Regions from separate parts of the Mus musculus genome. Here region 2 is linked to region 1. A link is a contact called in public Hi-C data. All regions are on one chromosome and are shown on one strand. Each heading gives the region's core, a stretch centred on a gene start, on an enhancer-like site or on the middle of the called end of the contact. The rest is flanking DNA. Distances are from core to core; before and after follow the strand shown.

The links. Hi-C and Micro-C count contacts between places; a contact is called where the count stands out from the background.
Region 2: a contact with region 1 is called in a Hi-C map of bone marrow-derived macrophages, with 1.5 times the contacts expected there. The contact joins two enhancer-like sites. A contact is called at or near these places in 1 of 15 datasets of contacts at CTCF or cohesin (CD8 T cells), 5 of 484 Hi-C or Micro-C datasets (the C10 cell line, Th1 cells, bone marrow-derived macrophages and 2 more) and 2 of 115 datasets of contacts at active chromatin or transcription factors (CD8 T cells and embryonic fibroblasts).

What each region holds. Positions count from the first base shown.
Region 1 is chr12:15,909,920-15,915,531 of GRCm38.p6, reverse strand. No RefSeq gene overlaps it. Among named protein-coding and RNA genes, the nearest start is that of Gm46335, 16 kb to the right of the region's middle. Within about 2 kb of position 2,936, at least 14 of the 459 cell types and tissues checked have an H3K27ac peak or open chromatin away from gene starts, as enhancers often do. A contact at or near this core is called in bone marrow-derived macrophages, where this site is marked.
Region 2 is chr12:16,005,938-16,011,549 of GRCm38.p6, reverse strand. Gm36235 (a long non-coding RNA gene) reads left to right here. Exons shown (of 8, transcript XR_872507.1): 2 at 4,308-4,413. Among named protein-coding and RNA genes, the nearest start is that of Gm36235, 6.8 kb to the left of the region's middle. Within about 2 kb of position 3,174, at least 112 of the 459 cell types and tissues checked have an H3K27ac peak or open chromatin away from gene starts, as enhancers often do. A contact at or near this core is called in bone marrow-derived macrophages, where this site is marked.

The DNA.
Region 1 (5,612 bases), core at 1,687-4,186:
CTGCTGTGCTAGCACAGAGCCTAGTAGGAAGGTGGCCAGTGACAGGAGGCACCAAAGACATTTTCTGGTTTTCTCACTTACCCATGTTTTTATTTAAGTCTGTGTCTTACTTTACTTTGATACTGCTGAGATACAGAAGTGATTATCCTATGAGAGACTCTTCCCAAGCATTTCATTCAACACTAATACAGATCTCCAAAACCGGTTGTCAGCAATTATCCTTCCTGTATTCTATATGACTCCTCTCTCAAGCCATGCCCAGATTTCTCCTTCCGTCTAATGTGGCCAGGCCCAGGTCACACTTCTAGATGAATCCTTGGTGGTTTTGAGCTCTAATAGGCCTGCTACCTCCTACGCTCTAGGAGCTAACCTAGACCTAAGCCTCTGCCTGGAGAGATATCAGCTAAACTGCAGGAGAGGCTGTGTGGTACAGCATAGTCCACAGCAGGCAAACTGAGAGCCAATTCTCAGACACCAGGCGTGGAATACCTCTTTGATATTCGGGACCAGCTGAGCAGAAACCTCCTATAAGCCCCATGTGAGACCCTGCTCCACTCACAGGAAAGTACACATGTGAGAAATAAACTTATAAATTAGTGTCTTAAGGACAGTAAACTTCAGGGTGGGTTAAAAAGTGATATCACATGCCTGAAGCGATTGCATTAGCTTCTGAGAATCCGAACCCCAGTCTCCAGGCCTGTAAGGCTAGTGCTTTTCTACAGAGCCATCTTCTGCTCTTTGTTTCTAGACTCTATAATGGAAGCCAACTATAAGGAATGTATGTAAATAGGGTTGGAAATACAACTTCCAGCTGGACCTCTTATTGTCACCTAAACTTCAGGAAGGAGATCCTTTGCTTTTGAGCCCATCAAACGGAGACAATAATAACAAAAATGTAAGATGAGGTGCCCTGGCTTCTCTGCTGCTGCTTTTTTTTTGAGACATTTTCCAAAGCCTGAGAACAAAAGCCTTTTAGCAGGAGGAGACTTAGAAAGAAAAGGAAGTTCAATGATTTCTTTATGTTGTTGACAATAAAATGCTTCAGAAGTTTTAAAATACAGCGAGTGGCCTCTTGTTGATGTTTGGTCTGTTGCTATGTGTTGTAACGCTAAGTTCTGTACCTGAAAGTCTAGGTCTAGAAGTGAATTCTCACCTTTTACAAGCTTTTGTTGTCAAACCTTGATCCTTAATTTAAAATTATTGGTTAAATAACATGGCTACAGCCTATTACTGGGGGGATTAGAGGTAGGTGGGTTTTGAGTTACCTGGTTCAGGGTGGAGAATTGAGAGGAGAGGAGAAAGCTCTCCCTAGGTGGAAAGAGATAGACTATGAGCACATGGCCAGGAGGAAAGCAATTATTTGGGGTACATTACTGGGGAGGTAGCCAGGCCAGAAGTTAAAAAAGTAGGTTGGGGTTAAGCCCCAGTAATTGTCAAAGCCAAATAAAATAACCGTAGTCTGAGTCTCATTTATTTTTAAGCTAGTCAGCGATAAGCTTAGACTGGTTGTACTATGTGTTCTCGTTATTTAATGGGATGGGCAGATAAGCTCAGCCAAGATCTCTTGCCTTACAAGCAGGAGAACATGAGTTCAATTCTTCGAGGCCACATGAAAAGCTAGGTGTGCAGTAGCCCTGAGCTGTGTTCTTGTGAGCTTAGGCTTGGCTGGTCGTGTGCTCTTCACTTCATCATATGCTACTGCCCTGGCTTTTATGGTTCCACTGTCAACTTAGCACACCTGAAAGTTACCACACTGAAGAGTTGCTTGGACCAGATTGGCTTGTAGTCATACCTATGAGGAATCATCTTAATTGATGATTATGTGCCAGGGCCCAGCTCAGTGCACCATCCCTAGGCAAATGGGTCTAGGCTGTATAAGCAAGATAGCTAAGCATGGGGCACAGAGAGAGCCACAGATCAGCTTCCTTAATGTCTTCTGCGTCAGGTTCCCACCTTGAGTGTTTGTCCTGACTTCCCTCAGCAATGGGCTGTTAACTGGACAGGACCTTGAAATGAGCCCTCCACCCCTCATAGTTCATGGTGTTTATCACAGCAAAAGAAAAGTAACTAATGAACACCAGAATACAGTGTTGTCAATAAGTTTTAAATAACATTTTAAATTAAAAAGATAGGAAAGTGGTTGGAGAGATAGCTCAATGGGTAGCCTTCTCTGTTCAGTTATGAAGAGCTGAGTTCAAATCCCCAGCACCCAGTTATGGCCACCAAATATGTGCCTTTAATGCCCAACACTGTGTAGGCAGAGCTGTATGATTGCTGGGACTTCATGGTGTTGAGTCCATCTCCAGGATCAGTGACAGACATTGTCTCCAGGAAGTGAGACAGAGAATGACAGAGTAGAACATTAGTCATTCTCTTGTGACCTTCACATGCACAGGTGCTTGCACACAGAAACACACATACAGGCACACACACACATTTTCAAACAAATATTTTAAAAAATAAGTCATAAAGAAGTCTTGCTTCATTGTGCAATGTGTCGTTTCCCTTTTCCTCTTCCTTTTATTCTTCCTCCTGCTCCTTCCTGATTGCTAACCCAGACTTCCTTGTCCTGAGTCAGAGATGACATTGCTGGATGACACTGAATGTTCAGTGCTTTTCCTCCTTAAGAGCCAAGCCACCCTGAAACAGGCCCTCATTGTACCTCAGCTTCCTAAATGCCTGCTTCTAAAAGGAGAGGCAAGCAAGCATTGGACATGCACAGCCCTGGAAGCACTTTCTGGCCATGCCCAGAAGGAACTTTCTCACTGCAAACCAGCAATGGAGAATCTGGGTTCCCACCTCTCTTGCCTGGATAATGGTCTCATGGACAGCTTTGGGGCATTCCGGGCCACTGGAGCTCCTCAGCACGGTGTGAGCTCTTAGCTCCGGATTCTGTGGGGAAGTGGCCAAACCACAGTGATCTCACTGCATTTCTGTCCCTGTCCCACAGGACCTGACTATCCTCCTTTGCATCACCTCTACCTCCCACAGAAGTATTTATATTTGTCAGGGTGCCTTTAACCAGAAGGCTAACCCTGTTTAAGCTGCCTTTCCCTGGTTCTCGGTCAGGTGATTCAGTGTGGGACAATGGCAAGGGATTGGGGGAAGGTGCGAGGTGAGAGCTGGGACAGTTTTGTCCTTTCCTCTGCCTCCCAAGTTGTTTGGCAGCAGCTTGCAGTGTCTGCTCTGTATCTCCATCTTTGCACTGCAATGCTTGTGTAGTTTCAGCCTGTGCCCAGTGAGGGGCTTTGCCAAACACCTTGTCCACTTCTATACTACCAGCAATGCTGCTGTTCACAGCCAACAATGTCCTGGATGATTCTTAGCCTCTCAGCACCTCAAAACTCCAAAAGGATTATGTCTGTAGCTAGACAATGGCTAAAATTGTTGTATTCATTTCCCCAGCATGATCACGAGCTGCTGAAGCCAAGTACTCCACCTCTCATCTCTGTTCACATTCATCTGAATGGGTGTGTGATAAACCCCTGTCACTGTGTCAAAAACATAGTATTTGAGATCCAACCTGACAAAACTGACTGGCACCCAGGAGGTTACTGTCCATTTTCAGTGGAGTTATTTACAAATACACCTAGTCTATAGACTTCATATTACAAGTTCATAGACTCAAACCCTCTCTTCATATTTTCCTTTGAAATATTATTTCCTTTGAAAGAGGAAATGGGAATCAGGTGCATCCCCAGAAATCACCAGAAAGAGATGACATGTGATCCTCGTCACTAACTTCTGCATGACTGCCACTGGTTCCATCCTGCAGATGTGGTAACTGAGGTTCTCAGATGCTGAGGAAGTACTCTGGGTAACTTTTCTATTGTCATAACAAACAACCATGACCAAGGTGGCTTCTCAAAGAAAGCATTTAATTTGGAGCTCACAGTTCCAAAGGGTTAGAGCCTATGACCATCATGGCAGGCAGGCAGGCAGGCAGGCAAATATGGTGGAACAGTAAGAGCTTACATTTGATCTACATGCACAAGGCAGAGAACAGGAGGCACAGAGAGATCTAACTGTGAATGTATAATCTTTACAAACCTCAAAGCCTACCCCAGTGACACAGCACCTCCAATAAGGCCACACCTTCTAATCTTTCCCCAAATAGTTTCACTAGCTGGGAACCAATCATTCAAATGTAAGAGCCTATGGGGACAGTTCACATTCAAACCATACACACTCTAACTTCATATACTTAGCATATCAGTGACTCAGCATGTCATCCTACAAGTCTAAACCTTTAAGGAACACCAGATTCAAACACTGGCTAGAAATAGACTATCTGTAGAGGCTCTACTCAAGCTAGTCAAAGGGATCTTCTATTTATAATCTAAATATTCATTTATAGCACTATCCCCTTGGTTCTAATGGAGGCAATCTCTCAATTATACTTTGAGAAATATCTCAGGAAAACATGTATCTATGTTATGTCAGTTTATAGACACATCCCCAGAGCCTGAGCATAGGCTTAACACATAACCAAGTATGAATAAATGATTGTAGGATTATCAATGGAAGGAAAGAAGAAATAGAGGAGGGGGGGAGAGATGAAGGGAGGGAGAAAGAAGAATAGCCATTTTTGTTTGAATTTAAATCTGAACATTTTGCACATGAAAGTTAATGAACTTCATTTATTAACTTGCTGAATTTTATACCCAAAACCAGTGCCTTATACTGGGGAGTATGTAGTCAAATGGTATCTAACAGTTTCAATTCCTTCAAAAGTTCTTCATATTGTTATGGAGAAAAACCAAGCCAGTGGGGCAATGAGGCTTTCTAATGGAAGTGTTATGGTATTTTGTAGATTGTTGTGTGTCTGTTAAGAAGGAAACAATCAGTTCTGCCTTAAGAAAGGAAGTTAAAGACCCGATGGAGGTGGCTGTGAGTGCAAGCCCACGCTGAATGTTTGAGTGCTTGTACGTTGGCCAGTGACCTGTAGCATGGGGGAACTTTGAGTGCCACAGTCGGATGGAGTATTATGGGCTTCTGAGTGAAACTGGCTGAGCAGGGCATGACTTGGAGCATGAGACTCACACACTGAGAGGTATGACCAGAAGAGTAAGGAGGAGAGTGAGGGGAGTGCTTTATTTATATTTCATCTTGGAATAAAGTAGCCTGAGTTAGAATTAGGATTCAGCCAGTCATCTAAACCCAAAGACTGAGATGCTAAAGCTCACAGCCACTTAGCTTTCCCAGAAACTGGGAGGTAGAGAGGCTGCATTTTCCAGTCATTATTATTATTGAACTAGTTCACTGATGATTCCATGCACATATATCCTACATTCTGGTTACCCCTTCACTGCCTCTTATCTCGCTCCATTGCTATCAATCCACTCTCTTTCCCAGATTTAACACTTGGTTTTGCAATTTGACTCACGTAGTTTAACCAGCACTATCTGTGGAACCACCAGCTTGGCTCTATCCACTGGAGCCTGGTGGGGTCATGAGAAGTGGGTGCACAACTGAAGACTTCCTTGATTCTGTCAGACAGGCACAGTTCAATAGAGAGGGGTGGGATCATCTAGCCTCTCCCCTGTCCACACCTGACTCTTGGTGGGCCCATTCTTATGCAGGCCCATATAGACATCTTTGGCTGTTGAGGC
Region 2 (5,612 bases), core at 1,925-4,424, 96 kb before region 1:
CTTGGACATGTTCCCAACGGCCCTCTTGCCTCCAGGATTAGGGATGCTAAAACAGAACTCTCCAGAAGGCTTTGGGGACATCTTCCAGAGCACCAAGGAAAGAAAGCTAGAGCTTTGCAGGGGTGAAGAGCGAGTTCCCAGGCCTCCATTTGCATCCACAGAGGTGTCAGCATACTCAAGTGAGCTGCCTTAACACAGAAACCCTGCCCCTAGTATATCTTTCTATCTTTGTGGCTTTGCCCATGTGTATGTGGAGGCCGGAGGGTGACATTAAATATCCTCAATTGCTCTCTAGCTTACTTTTTAAAAAAGTTCATTTTATTTCATTTTATTTTATTTTATTTATGTGTATGAGTGCTTTGCCAGCATGTTTGTATATGCTGCGTGTGTGTGCCTGTTGTCCCCAGAAGACAGAAGAGGGCATCGCATTCGTTGGGAAGAGAGTCATGGGTGTTGGTTAGTTACTATGTGGGTGCTGAGAAACTGAACCCCAGGTCCTCTCCGAGAGCAACAAGTGCTCCTAAATGCTAAGCAACTAAGCTACTTTTTGAAACAGGCCCTTTCACTGAACTTGAAACACATCAGTTCAGTTGGGCTAGCCGGGCAATGGGTTTCAGGGCTCCACCTGCTCTTCTTTCCCAGAACTGATATTACAAAAGTGTCTCTGAGCCTGGCTTTCTATGTTGGTGCTGGCGTCCAAACTCATTCTCTCATGCCAGCAGGACAAGCATCTCTCCAGCCTGTATTCTCCTTTTTTCTCTCCATGACATTCGCTCTGCATTTCGGTTTCTCTTCTGGTCATGCAAGGAAGGTGGGAGCCCTATAAACTTGACGCACAACGATAAGCTTGACGCAGGACGGCTGACCAACCTGCTTTCACCCCAATGTGATTTCTGACTTTACCTAGCTTGTCCAAAGACTGACGCTTCCATCTATCTCCTCATTCTTAGGCTAACTTCATAAAGTGGCAACAGGAGCTCTTGTAACAGTTAACACTAACGCGCTTTCCTCAGTGTGGGGGATAAAGAATCTCTCTTCCTTTTTCTCTTGCTGCATAGGGAAAGAGCCACACTCATCTTTATTCCCACACAGTGAGCTTGCCTTAGGCGATTCCGGTTGGGGAGGAGTGTCTCCTTTCGGTGAAATCTGAGCAAGCTGGGTGGGAAGGAGAGGGCACAGGGCATGAACTGGGGATGCAAGTGGGTTGTAATGGCAGGCTTTGCGACTTTCTCCCTGCACATAGTAAATTAATTCAGTCATTAAAGCTGAGTTTTGGAAACAAAGCTAAGTTAGGAAGGAGAAAGCCATGGCATACCAGGGTCCTCCTGCCTGTGTGCACTCCTGTGAGAACCACCGTAGCCAAGTCCTGGCTTCATCAGGAGACACGGAGAAATGTCCAAATGCCAATCTACAGCTCCAGAGACATCTGCGGCAGAGCCTTCTCGCCAGTGTCCTGGTGAGGAAACTGAATAGTGCAAGCTGGAGAAAGTCAAACAGGCCTCCAAGAGGCAATTCTTGGGGCTTTCTGGCTCCCTTCCTGCAATCTGCTAGGTCTTCCCTAAGTGTGGCAGCTGCTTCCACTGTCTGCAGCCTTTGCTGTCAGTGATTCATCAGCAGACAACTTGCTAATTTTTTGTCTGGAACCTCTTGAAGTATAATAAGCAGGGTTATTTAAAATAATAATAATAATGATAATAACAATACAAAGGCCAGGTAGAAGGCTCATGGACTGCTCAGACCAATCTGAGTGCTTCTTTTCTCTCCATATGGAGGAAAGATTCTTCATACCCCAGATAATATGTTAAATTAGTAGAAATCATTCTTTTTAGCAATTATTGTCTAGAGCTGAGTAAGATGTGGATATTAATTGATGCAGCTTTTCTTTCATATACTATTTTTGCATTGTGGATACATTCTTGCAAATAATGAGGCAATTTTGCCTGGTTGAAAGAGCCTTTTTAAAAAGCACAATTTAAGGATTTAAAGGATGATTTCATGTGAGGACTTGGGCAAGGAGAAACACAAGGCACATGAAGACAGTGTTCTTTTGTTGGCTGTTTGGGTAGCGGGTGCACGTTTGAGGTCCTGTGTTGTTATGCAGGAAAGGGTGGGAACTCTCCTCCACCCTTCCCCTTCCTGCCCCACACTAGCTGAACAGGCATGAGAAGGTCAGGGCTACTCATTCCAAAAGCTAGCAGAGACCAGGGTTTGCAAATCAGTGCTGCCCAGCAGGCCTGGTGTGACTACAAGCTTGGCTTAAGCCAGCTACACAGTCAAAACTATACCAAAAAGAGGCAGAAGGAGATGACGTAGTAACATGTTAATTGGCAGAGGTAAACAGCTCAGTCTCTGAAAGCAAAATTCAGAAGAGGAGAGCATAGCTCTCTGGTAGAGAATTTGCCTAGCAGGTATCCTGGGGCTGAAATGTAGCAGTTAATAATTAATATAACTGTATGCTTGTGTGAATTACTTCCCAGGAAAGCTGATACAATGGGATTAGCCACCCAACCCCCCCTCAGCACTTCCTTCAGAAGTGACCACCTCAAGCCTGCTCAGAGACTGAGTGTCAGAGGCAGGTGGGAGGTGGGGGCTTAAGTACACACTTTTGTACACACTTCCTACTATACTCTCTTTGGGGTGGGGGATGGGCTGTAACATCTCAGGATCTCAGCACAGTTAAGGATAGGAAAGAAGAGCATTTGATAATAGTTATCTCTGAGGGACAGTCTGTCTAGATGGCTTCTCAGGAGGTCTAGAAATGTCCTGCACAAACTTGTGACTTGTTTGTGAAGTCTTCCTTGGGGAAGAGCCCCTGTACATTAAACCTTAAATGCACTTAAGATAGGAAGCTCTGTGAAGGTCTTTCCTGCTGGCGAGATCAGTAGATAACTACCCACGAATGAAAAATCTCGAGAAACATGTTACAGGAAGTATGTGGATAAAGAAATGCCATGCAAACTTGCAAAGGAGATCTAAAATCGAAATTAGAAGATGGAGAGGCGCAAAAGCAATCAGAGGCTTGGTGGCTGGTGGAAGGCTTCAGAGTGTAAGACCCAGAGGCTGAAAAGAGGAAGGAACTAGCCAGCTCAAAGCCACAAGTCAGAATGAAGCCACCAGAGCAGATGTTAGACCCTGGTTTTCTGGTGTGAAAGACAGGTGTCACACTGTCTGTCTGGGCTTTATGTCTAAACATAAGAATACAGATCAGAGAGAGATCTTTGCTGATTCAACCTTGTGCCTTGGCATGTAGATGCCACCCATCCCTCCCCTGGTGACTACTTCCACATAAGGTATCTGGTTTGAGGTTCACCAATAATAATTCTCCAGGGCCACTAGTCTTAAGTCAGTGGGTCCCAGAGTTGTCAAAAGAACTATCAATAGTCCAAGGAAAAGAAAACAGATGACAGGGCTTGGAAATATTTTAACTGTCCTCTGTAAATGGTGGTTTCACATATGCAGGGGCAAATATAGCATGGCAGCCATGGTTTGCTTTATATCAAAAACTTTCTTTGGTTTTGTAGGGCTTGGGATTCTCTTTTCAAACTTGTTCTGCTCTGGAAATGCCACTCCTCTTGTTTGGCCATGATGTGCTTTCCTCCTCTCCTTCCTGTTAGGTATTGCATTAAGACAAAAGGAATTTAATGCCCAATTCTCCATCTCTAGCTCTGTGACTGACTTTAGGGGAAGCTCAGCCTGGGCAGGTACTACATCTCCACCCCAACGGAAAGAATCAGCCTCAAGACCTTTCTATCCAATCACGATGTTCTTCCCAAGGACAGGAGTCCTGCATGGCTGTCTATGCAGTAATGAAGAACAAGAGCCAAGGCTCATGTATTGGGGAAGTCACAGACTTTGTGGCTGGAGACCCAGAATGGTATCCAGGGGAATTGGGAAGGTTCCTTTAACTATCTAAAGAACACATTCCTCATTTTCAAAATTAAAGCAATGGAGCCTTCTCAGGATGTTGCTTTGAAAAATGTATAGAATATCTTGTTAACCCCTGGACCACAGAAGAATTCAATACATACTAGTTAGCATTTTTATAGACAGAGCTCATGTGGCATACAGCAGAGTCATCACACAGCACCTATCCGATCTCTAAAAGGATAGATGCATTTAAACCCTATTCAAATTCAACAAGTTTACTTACAATTTCTTTTAACTTCAGCAAACAATGAAGCTGTTATTATTTCTATGTTAGATGTGAGAGAATGAGGGTTAAATGGTATAATTGAAACAATTATTTTCTGGATAATGTATTGGGTATCTTTGACCATTAAGGAGAGTATATAATTACGTTCTTACAGTGTTACTAGAAGGCAACACTGAAGTTGAAAACAATATGGTGTCCTACACCTTCAGTGTCTGTGAAGCTTCAAGACTATTATACTTCCTGGCAGTATGTTCCAGAAGGTATGTTCTGTCCTGTCCATGTAGCATATAGTGTCCTGATGCTGTATTATGAGTCTTTTTAACAACTCAACAACCCATTTCACAGGGAAAGGGAGTGAGGTCCAGAGTCAGAGTACTACTTCAGTCCCACAAGGCTGGTGAGCTTCAATCAAGATCCAATCCCAGACCAGGGTGTCTGCAGTGCTCTGTTGTTCTCCACAACATCACACCACCTCCCACGGTTTCCAGAAATAGAATTAGTAAGCTCAGCATGACTCATGGTCTTCCTCGCCACAAAGTCATCTCAAAAATCTTTGGCTTGGAAACAACTTTGAAGGGTAACACGTCAAGCAAGGATCCTCCCTCCGCTATAGTGAGAGAATTTCTCTTGTGACATCCATCAAGAAACCAGAGGGCACTGGGACACATGCAGGCACACAGAGTTGAATTCATAGAGGGACGCTCACCAAGGTGGGAATGGCATTTAAGTCTACTGATTCGGACCTCACTCGCCACACAGCTAATGGTGCTAAGGCCCAGAGACATTTGTTAGGTATCTTAGAAGTATGCTTTGAATAGCATAGACCCATGTTATTGAGAAGAATGTTCTAGGGCAGAGATGCCAGATCCCAGGGCTACAACTGAAGAACTGAAAAAAAAAATCACACCACCAAACCACAGGACATTCAGCCTCAAAGATTCATTGCTAAACCTCCAACTCACTGTGGCAAGATCTTTTCCTTCCACACTGCTCGCAAACAATTGAAAAGACATGCTCTCAAGTTGTTGCCTCTTTCCTTTCTGTCCAGTCTCCTTGACAAAATGGAACGATCAACTCCAAAGCCTGAATCAGTGAGAGAGCGAGCAATAATCTTAGCCTCTTTTTCATGTCTAACCCTGTAAAGGGGGTATTCTAGTTTTATTTCTGTCACTGTGATAATGTTCCCTGACTAAAAGCAACTTAGAGAAAGAAGAGTTTTATTTTAATTTACAATTTCAGGTTATGTTCAGTAATTTCAAAGTAATCATGGAAGCAGGCATATTAGTTGGCTGGCCCCACCACGTGTAGTCAAGAGCTTGCTTTTGTATGGTCAGCTGCTACTTTCTTTACTGTCACACAGTGCAGGGTCCAGCCTATGAAATGATGTCACCCACATCCAGAGTGGGTCTTTCTATATCAATTAGCAGCCAAGACCCCCTACAGATGTGCCTAGAGTCCA